Regions from separate parts of the Hordeum vulgare genome. Here region 2 is linked to region 1. The links are chromatin contacts, called in public Hi-C maps. All regions are on one chromosome and are shown on one strand. Each heading gives the region's core, a stretch centred on a gene start, on an enhancer-like site or on the middle of the called end of the contact. The rest is flanking DNA. Distances are from core to core; before and after follow the strand shown.

Region 1 (4,965 bases), core at 1,260-3,759:
ACATGCCATCAGGCTGTGAATGAGATTTGCATATCAAATGAAGATGGACACTTGGTATTGAAGAATGGTGAAATACCCTGAATTCAATATAATGATGAACCTTGTAGATGTCCAAAGTGCTTGAAGTTCACTGTAGACACAGAAGGTGGTAAATAACCATTCTATCATTGCATGTCATTCTCTTATGTGTTCTTAGCAATAAAGATGGGCATTGGTTCTCTAATTGGTTTATATCTGGACCACTTGCTGACAAGGTTCAAAATTCAAATCAACATTTCTAAGCATTATGTTTCTTTATTAAATTATACCTGTGTTGTAGCTGGTTTGCAATATTTGTTCTGTTGCTGAGGTGTCGATGTGCTGTGTTGCCATAGCAATGGTTGGAAAGTAACTTTTACATCATGAGTAGGTCAACATGCAGTCTCTTCATATTTGTATCTTTGCTACAGAGCTTGCTTGCATCCTCGTGTACAACGTCAATCCCAACCAGAAACATTGGGTGATAGTCAAAATGTATAAAACCATTCACCTCCACTATGGTCCGATGAGCGTTCTCACCACCCGGCAGGGTGCCTATCATCCATGACTCTGCCAGACCTGCAGGTCCATTTTTCTCTCTCTGGATTAGGGACTATTTGGAAGTGGAACAGCAAACCCTGGTGATTTGGTTTGGTGTTCAAGGAGAGGCGGATCTGGATTTACATTTGTTTTGGTGTGGAATTCTTTAATTTTGTAGGAATTGCTCCAGAGGAAACACATCAAATTCAAGGTGTATAACCATATATTGTTGTGGATCTTAGGTTGGATGCGCACATGAAAGCATTGATCTGATTTTGCTTGTCTCTGTAGATTTTTGCCCATGCTGGGCTGTGTCTATGTGCAGATTTTTCTTCATGTGTGGAAGCTGGACTGTCTATATGTACAATTTTGTTCATGCAAGGATTTTTTATTTACACTCATTAGATCATCTCATTCTCATGTGTAGCTCAATCAGTTACCCAAATTATTGTTCTTCCCTGTTCTGCCTCTGAGCCTGTTTCCTTGCCATGAAGTCTTGTGCTGTAGCTTCTCACTTCACCTTCGATGACACTCTGCTTCAACCCGTATTTGTCCAAGACTTAAATTATTCAGCTTTGTTACTATATACTCCCTCTGTACGGAAATACTTGTTGGAGAAATTGATAAAAATGGACGTATCTAAAACTAAAATACATATAGATACATCCATTTCTTTGACAAGTATTTTTGGATTGAGGGAGTATATCTCGGCATAGATATTGTAAATACTAAATACTATCATATGCTTTTAAGAAACAGTGTTGCTTTCTGTTTGACATTGATATGGTTGTGAGTTGGTTTACAGATTGTTTTCCTTAATAACATACTGTATTGGTTTAGCAAATTGAGTTTTGTTTCATCATGTTTTTTATACCATGCCATCAGGATTTTCAGTTGTTCTTCTGCCATATACACAATATGTCGCAGCCCTTTAGGTTTTTAGGTTATTCTTCTGCCATACCATCTTTGTGCGTGTATATCCTGACATATAGTTTCCTTTTGCTGTGCAGATGTGCTTATATTTTCTCATGTCTTCCCCTCCTATTTTTTCCGGAGGCAAAAGTCTTGCCTTATCTCATTAATAAAACAGAAGAGAGTTGTCTGATTAATAAATGAAAAACCGAACGAAAACCGTCACAAACCGTTGAGCGACACACACATGATAGTACACATTAATATAGAAGGTCTCGTCAACATAACACACCGATGTCATCGTCATCACTTCTCCCCAGCACGCGTCATCGCCATCCCTAATTACTGAGCAAGCGACTTCAACTTCTCTGAAGACAGATGTCGACCCAACCCAGAGCGTAGAGGCAGTGTGAAACACAAGAATCCCCGTGCCAAACTCAGCCACCCGCGTCAAGGAGAGCACAACTCCGACTCTGAAAGATAGCTCTGAAGGAGAACTATGCAAGACTGGCATCGTGGAAGACCACTGAACATATCACCTGCTCACTGTCATCGTCGGCACAGCGGCCTCGCCGCCACACCTCCGACTTCACCGCAACAAAACAACCCGAGGTAATCCCACTAACATGCCGGAGAAAACCGACTACTGCAACCATTGTCACGCCTCCGACATCACACACACACACCATTGTTGTCATAGAAGCCTCGACGTCAATACCACCAACTTTCATCGGTCCCGCTTGATGATGCCTAGCTCCAATGACAAAGCCCTCAAGAGAGGATACGTTGGAGCATCGTCATCGTCTGATCCCATGGATCTAGGGTTTTTCCCGAAGCTGCGAAGATTAGAGCTGAGAGTACCTCGACGATGCCAGCGAGAAGGAACTGACGCTTGAAAGCGTAGCCATCGTCGGCTTCGGACACGCCGGAGACAAGTTTTCGCCCGACTCAACCTCTCAAGCCCCGCACATCATGCATCAGCAAGCCTCCAACAAGCCACCAAGGTCAAATCCGGAAGGATGTGACCACCTTCACGGGTCCTCACACATCGCGACCTCCGAGCAGCAAATCCGTGTCGCCCGGCCCCTTGTGCGCCTGCATCTGCCACTGCAGGACCCCATGCGTAGATCACGCCTCACCAGATTCGCCGAACTCGCCCGTGCCTCGACAAACACGCGGCCACCAACGCAGCGCCGCCCTGCTCGTCCCCTTGCACGCCCCGGCTTCTGTCCTTGCGATCCTCAGCCCGCCCATGCTCCTGATCCACGGCACACGGAGCAGCACTGCCGCCCCTGGCCGTTGTCACCGCTCCGTCCACATCCCTGACCGCGACCGCCGCCCAGCATGTGCCACCTTGCGCGGCCCCACCTAGCTGCCCGATGCGGCCACCGTGAGCTGCCGCGTCCTCCCCAGCACCGGATCCACACCTTCACACGGCGGAACCGGCCACCGATGCACTGGTCGAGCTCCATGCCAGCCCCGCAGCAGAAGCACCAGACTCGGTACAGATTTGGCCCGCAACACCATCGTTCGTGCCCCGCACCGCGCCCTGCACTTCTGCCACCCCTACGCTGCACCAGAGGACCACGAGACCTCGCAACAGCCCGCTGGAGCATTGTCCGTGACCAGCCGCCACCGAGCCTCCCAGATCCAGAGTAGCCAAACCACTGGGGAGGACGCTCCTCCCCGCCGCGAGTGCACGAGGACCAAGTCCCACCGTCGTCGGCCGCCGGCGGGCTTTGTCTGGAGGCATGCGCCGATGGCGGTGAGGGGATGAGGAGGGTGGAGGGGGGCCAACGGTGGTGGAGGGGTTTCCGCACGAGCCGCCCCTAGGCGCGAGGTGAGGGACGCTCTTTTTCTTCGTCTACCTTTCCTCCCTCCTCTCCTATTTTAGCTTAGTGTGCTTTGGATATAAGCATAGATGCTACGTAGGTCGATACCAAGGGTGAGGTGCCTCCACGTTTGGACAAGATCTCATAGGATCTCTATTACTGAGAATGACGTTTTGTTTCATGGAGGCCTTTATTTTTAAAAAAATCAAATTCAAATTTTTATAGTTTAAAAAATTCTGAAAAAAATATGTATGTATGTAAGTATGTAACCGACATGTGTGTAAAATTTCAGGTCAAAATACTTTAAAACGTGATCTGTACAGAAAAGACAAATTCATGGTCTGAAATGATGAATAGTAACATGTGTTAAACAGCCTCAGATTTGTCTTTTTTGCACAGTCCTCATTTCAACATATTTTGTTCTGAAAATTTACACACTTGTGTATTATACCTTCATCTATCTATGTATTTTTTTTCAGAATTTTTTGAAACATTAAAATACAAATTTTCACTGAATTTGAAGTTTGAATTTAAAGGCCTCCAGTGAGCTCGGGAGCCAAAAGCAATATTCCGTCTATTACTATGCTTCTTTTGTTCTTTTGGTTGAATGTTGAAAAAGGAAAAGAATAGCATCTGTGTTTTATTGATAGACACACGCATTATTTATGTCGTGGAAGTTTTCTTATGAGAGTCTCCCAATATATGCCATAATATTATGCACCGAGTATCCTGACCATTAATTCTTGGGATTTTTTTTCTGTGCCCCTCGTTCGTTAGTTCTACTCATTCATCCCCACGCTCTTAACTTTAGCTCACTTTTCCCCACTCCCTTGCCCGAAACCCTTAGAACTGGTCACAACCGACGTTGCTGTCGGGTCAATGGCTTGACCGTTAACTCTCACTAGTGGGGCCGCATAGGGCGGAGTACACATTTTGACCGCTACGTGGTAACCAGTGGGGCCGCGAAACTGACACTCACCTGAATTAGATCCAGTCGCTTCCGCGCCGCCCCCTCCGCTGCCGTCGTGTCGCCTCCGCCGCAGTCGTGTCGCCTCCGCCGCATCCACCCTCTCTCCCCATCTAGGATTAGGAAGCGATGTCGAGGGGGGGGGCACCCCGTCCGGCCCATCGACCGTGGAGATGATTGGGTCGAATCAGAGGCTGATAATTCATGGATTCCACCTGGGTAAGCATCGTTTTCCTCTCAAATTGATTAGGAGATCCGTAAATTAGGCTGTATTTGACCACCGTTTGCGTGAATCAGCGCAATTTATCTAAAAATTTTAGGCCTAACTGCGCCCTTTATCTTATTTCAAATGAATAGGGTTGATCCTGCACTTGCTTTTCGGCTGGAGGTTAGAATGGAAACTAGCGAGTTGCGTGGAACTAAACCGTATGCGATTTCTGGATTTTTCTATCCTAAAGTGGTAGAAACCACCGTTTCGTTCAGAGATTTCCGCGAGGCACTCTGTTGTGAGTATCCGTGGAGCCCTGCCGATGCTGTTGAACTGAGATATTTTGACAGTACCGAGCAGAGATTTCTCCCATTAACTTGTAATGAGCATCTGGGATTGCTATTTAGTTTGAATGCTGACAGCCGTTTCGGTAAAATCCATATCGGTGTGCTTCACGCACGCAAACAACGTATCCCGAAGGGTGTTCA
Region 2 (4,965 bases), core at 1,331-3,830, 150 kb after region 1:
CAGCCCGTGCAAACGTTAACAGAGTGGCAAACCGAGAGAGAAAGAATGGTTAATTCGAGGGCTCGGTTAGCGCGGGAATGGGATGGATGGATGGATGGATCAAGGCTTGCAGATGACCACGAAGCACGGGAGCAGCGCCCTCGGGTTCAGCAGGTAGAGCTCCTCGATGTTGGCGTATGGCCCGACCTTGCCGGCCAGCGAGTCGAACCCGGTCTGCCCCACGAACTCCCTCACGTTCTCCAGCGGCTTGTGCACCCTGCCGGCGATCACCCTGCACACCAGCAGCGCCCTGCGCGCGCCGCCGGCCGCCGCCGGGGCGTCTTCCTCGTCGGCGGACTCGAACGCCCGGCCGCTGGTGGACGTGGTGAAGACGCCGACGCTGGCCTTGCCCTCCTTCTTGGAGTTGGAGTTGGACGAGGAGGAGAAGCCGTGGCGGATGATGCGGCAGACGGCGCACTTGTCGGAAGCGCAGAGGCTGCTGGCACCGGCGGAGCCGAGGGCGCAGGAGAGCGTGGCGCCGTGGAAGCGCAGCAGCTCGTTGCCGTCGGCGAGGCAGCGGGGGTGCTTCTTGGGCAGCTTGCTCGCCTTGAGCTTCACCGCCTCCCGGTACTCCTCGAAGCGGGCCAGCGTCCGCTGCGTGTTGTGCACCTTGAACACGCGCTCGATCCGCACGCAGCTGCTCTCCGACTTTAGCAGGCTCGTCCGGCAGATGATCTCCACGATCTTCCGCGACGAGTCCCCTTCCACCAGCTCCGTCACTGACAGGCACCCACCATTATTATCAAAGTAAAACCCATTAGACGTCAAACATTATAGCCAGTATTGATCATCACAATCTAGTGCTGCACTGTTAATGTTTCATGGGCGCCATACATCATAATGGATGCAGAAAACATGGGAGTGATTGTAGGCTACAGCAGGGGATGAAAGATCTGGTAGAATCCCAACCCACATGGTCGCAGTTATTGTGTTTCGTGAAAGTCGAAATCCAAAGCATGGATTCGCGTAATAAGGAGCGAAAAACAGACAGTATCTGAAGAAACCTAGTGGTGAAACTGTGAACGTGAGAACTGCAACCTATGCCAGCTGAAGCCATGTAATAGTAACTTTTGAGCTAGAGAAGTGGCACTATCCTGAGTCCACAAGTGTATATTGATTGCAAAAAGCAGTACTAGTGTGTATGTTTTTAACCGATTACTGAAGTGCGAAAAGGATAGGAGTAACATTCCCAGTACTCCGTGAAGATCTACCAACCGATATGAACTAGTAGTAGCGTACCACCAACAAAAGCAATGCAGTGCAGATGTCATCCTCACCTGCATGTTTGGATAGGTGGTGCGCCTCCAGCGCCTCCCATTTGCTGAACTGCTCGGGGCACCTGTGGCAGCTGAGGCCGCCGGAGCCCTTGTCGCCGGTCTTGGGCGCGTCGACCTCGCAGGATGCCCGGTGGGTTGTGGGCGCGGTGGCGCCGTCCCTGTCCAGCAGCGGGTTCGGCGACCTCGGCGGCGTGCACCGCATGCTGCCCGCACGGCACGAGCCGCTGTACTGCAGCCCGTGGCTCCAGCCGGGCCCCGGCGTGCCGGGGCGGAGCGTGCCCACGAACGAAGACACGACGCCACCGCCGTCGCCGCCGTCCGCGTCGTGCGCGGGCGCTCCTCCCCCCGACGCCCCGAGGCCGCCGCAGCCGCCGAAGCCGGTGATCTTGAGCTCGCAGCGGGAGTTGGTGCTGAGCACCACCTCGTGGGCGATGGGGTTGAGGAACTCGCTGCTGCCGATGGAGCGCGGGCTGCAGCTGGGCGGCTGGCCCGGGTGGCGCTTGCTCCCGTGGATGACGTCCCGCAGGTTGGCTATGGAGCGCGAGCACCCGGACCGCGCCGCGCGCTTGGTCACGATGGATGACAGGTGCCCGCCATTGCCGACGCTGGCGCTGGAGCTGGAGCTGGAGCTGGGCTTGGGCTTGGGCACGTGCACCTCCGACGACTGGGACCGGCACTGCAGCGACTTCTTGAGCGCGAACCACACCGTGGGCGCCGGCGCCGGGGCCGCGGCCTTCTCCTCCCCACGTTGGCCGTCCCCGCCGGCGACGGCGCTCGCACGCCTCCTCCTCTCGCCCATGTCGAGCTGCACGCGGACGCGGAGGTAGCTGGGGCGTGAATGCGCGCGTCGTCGGTGAGTCACCGCGGAGCGCGCATTACTTATGGCAGGCGCAGGCTGGGGCGCCGCAGCGGGAGCACCCGATTCCGAGCGAGAGATAGCGAGCGGGGCAGGCGGGCAGAGGCAATTAAACCGCCATGGGGTTGGGCTTGGGCGGCAGTAAAGGCGCGCCACCAAACGAACTGCAGAGCTGCTCTGCTCCGCTGACGCTGTGCCTGTGTGTGTGGCTCGCTAGCTTGCCGGGAGCGAGCCGCTCTGAGGTGAGAGGTGTGGTGCAGTCTATGGATACGATACGAGATGCTCGGGAGAGATGGGGACCGAGCGAGTTGGGTGAGGGTGAGGTCTGGCGAGTAGGAACAAATGTTGAATTGTAAATGGGGACGGGGGCGGCAGGTACAGGTGGGCGCTCAAGACAAGGGGGCCGCAGCAACAAAAAGGAACAAGCCGAGGCCGTGATGCCGGGGGCGCACGGCACGGGCGCGTGTGTTCTATGCATACGTAGTACCATATTTTTTAGAGAATTCCTTATTTAACCTTTTCTTAAAATTTGATTTCTTATTTGGCTTAAATAAAAAATATTTCCAATTCGGCATCTTAAGTAATTTTTGTTTCTTATACTATACTTTTGTCTATTTTAGGCATTAAGTTGTCAAGTATGAGGCAGAAAAACCATTTTACCCCTAGTGCAGTATAACTATCCTGGTTTAAGTAAAAAAGAAAATCAGTTCACTCATGTTTTAGGAATTTTCGACGGATGTTGCATATGTATAAGTGTGCTCTAATTTTTTGTCTTAATCTGATATGTGCGTATAGAAAACATGTAAAATATCCGTGAAACTCATACCAACATATCTATCTATATGTATATAGGCTAGAGTGGCAGAGCTAGAGAGAAATATTTGGGCGGACCAAACAAGTGGATGTTTCTTTTCAAGACATTAATTAGTGCATACAATTTTTTTAACTAGAGCTGCACATATATATAGCCGGTGCTCGGCTATTTTCTTTTAAACGTTGCTTTTTTCATTAGTTTGAAAAATAATATGTTGGATCAAAAACTTTCAAAAATGCGATTGTGTCGGCTTAGCCAAGGCCAATTAGCTCCTATCGGCTACGGCGAGGCCGACAGGCTTGTCGGCCTTTCACTTAGGTACTCATCGACCTTGTCTAGGTTGATAAGTACTAATCGGCTTAGCCGTGACCAATTAGTACTAATCGGTAAAGTTGTGACCAATTAGTACTAATTGACCTACTCGTGATCAACTGATACTAGTTGGTGTTGGCAAAGCCAATAAATGCATGATTTTTTTCCCGTAATGAAAAAAATTTGATGTCCACGATATCAAAATTGCCCCTTTATAATTTTTCCGACATTTCCGCTTTCGCGCCATTTCTTTCCAGCCTCGTTTTCCCGCCATTGCACTTGTCATCTCAGTCTATAAAATGAGGCATTGGAACTCTCTTCCTTCAATGTCCAGCCACACTTGAAAACACAAACGCTCTAGTCATTATGAGTTTGCCTTGCTAGGATCAAAGCATTAGGCCTAGGAAAATGAAGAGTACGAGTATGCTTCTCGGGCTGAAAGTTGTGCGTTGTTGATGTGGTGATCTCTGCAAGGTGAAGAAGGTGACGGATCTTTTAGATTGGATGGGCATGAAGTTTTTTTATGTGCGCCAATTATGAGAAAGATCCATCCGTTGCTATTTCACCGTACATCAGGCCTCCGGTATGCTTCACTCATCAAAATAAACATGTTGATATTATTGTTGCCTTGGTATTTATATTTCTATTTTTTTGTAGTCTCCTCCTCCTTTGTGCATGTACTATTGTTGTATTGACACGGAAATACCAGACTAGGCGTCGGAGCCAAAGCTCGCTGACCCGGAGGGGGAGGAAACGGAAGACCCTCGCCCCGAGCCAACCACTGGGAGAAGCTGCACTGGAGGAGGGTGTGTGTGGTTGGTTTCGTGCCGCTGTGCATCTTGTATGACACGTCGAGCATCTGCTCGAAGGTGAGCTTTGGCAGCCAGGCGGACTTGCCGGTGTGCTGTCGTTTGGCCGCGCCCTGGCCGGCCAGCTGCTCTTCTTTAGTGGTTGCCACCAACCAGACGAAGTAGCGCGGGTCCAGTTGGTCCATCTTGCACTTGCTGTTGGGGTCATTATTTTGCCAGGGCTCGCTGTCGTCGGCTGGCTTCTGGGTGGCCGGACGAGCCGACACGTCCTTACTGGTTGCATCGACTTTCACGCACATGGCAGAGTTGGCGGTGGCATGCTTCTCCGCCTTGATCATGAGGTTTCTAGGAAGGCCGGCTCGGAGCACATGAGCTTGTAGTTGAGAAGGGTGTCGTCCCGGTGATACGTCTCCAACGTATCTATAATTTTTGATGGTTTCATGCTATTATCTTGTCAAACTTTGGATGTTTTGCATGCCTTTTATATATTTTTTGGGACTAACTTATTAACTCAGTGCCAAGTGCCAGTTCCTGTTTTTCCATGTTTTTTACCCCTTTCAGAAGAGATTTTGAAATGGAGTCCAAAAGTAAGAAAATCCCCGAAAAGATTTTTTCCGTAACGGAAGAAGATCGGAAAGCTTGAGAGCCAAGGCAGGGGAGCCTTGATACGTCTCCGTCGTATCTACTTTTCCGAACTCTTTTGCCCTTGTTTTGGACTCTAACTTGCATGATTTAAATGGAACTAACCCGGAATGACGCTGTTTTCAGCAGAATTGCCATGGTGTTGTTTTTGTGCAGAAATAAAAGTTCTCGGAATGTCCTAAAAATTTACGGAGAATTTTTCTGGAATAAAAGAAA

The links. Hi-C and Micro-C count contacts between places; a contact is called where the count stands out from the background.
Region 2: a Hi-C map of seedling shows a contact between it and region 1, with 2.5 times the contacts expected there. The contact joins the promoter of LOC123440347 here to the enhancer-like site in region 1. A contact is called at or near these places in 1 of 6 Hi-C or Micro-C datasets (seedling) and 1 of 1 datasets of contacts at active chromatin or transcription factors (embryo).

The regions. Positions count from the first base shown.
Region 1 is chr3H:513,090,267-513,095,231 of MorexV3_pseudomolecules_assembly, forward strand. It overlaps LOC123440346, which reads left to right. Exons shown (of 1, transcript XM_045116917.1): 1 at 1-223. Among protein-coding and RNA genes, the nearest start is that of LOC123440346, 4.6 kb to the left of the region's middle. Within about 2 kb of position 2,510, at least 3 of the 3 cell types and tissues checked have open chromatin away from gene starts, as enhancers often do. A contact at or near this core is called in seedling, where this site is marked.
Region 2 is chr3H:513,240,498-513,245,462 of MorexV3_pseudomolecules_assembly, forward strand. LOC123440347 reads right to left here and starts at 2,581. Exons shown (of 2, transcript XM_045116918.1): 1 at 1,317-2,581; 2 at 1-758. The coding sequence starts at 2,115. The coding sequence ends at 100.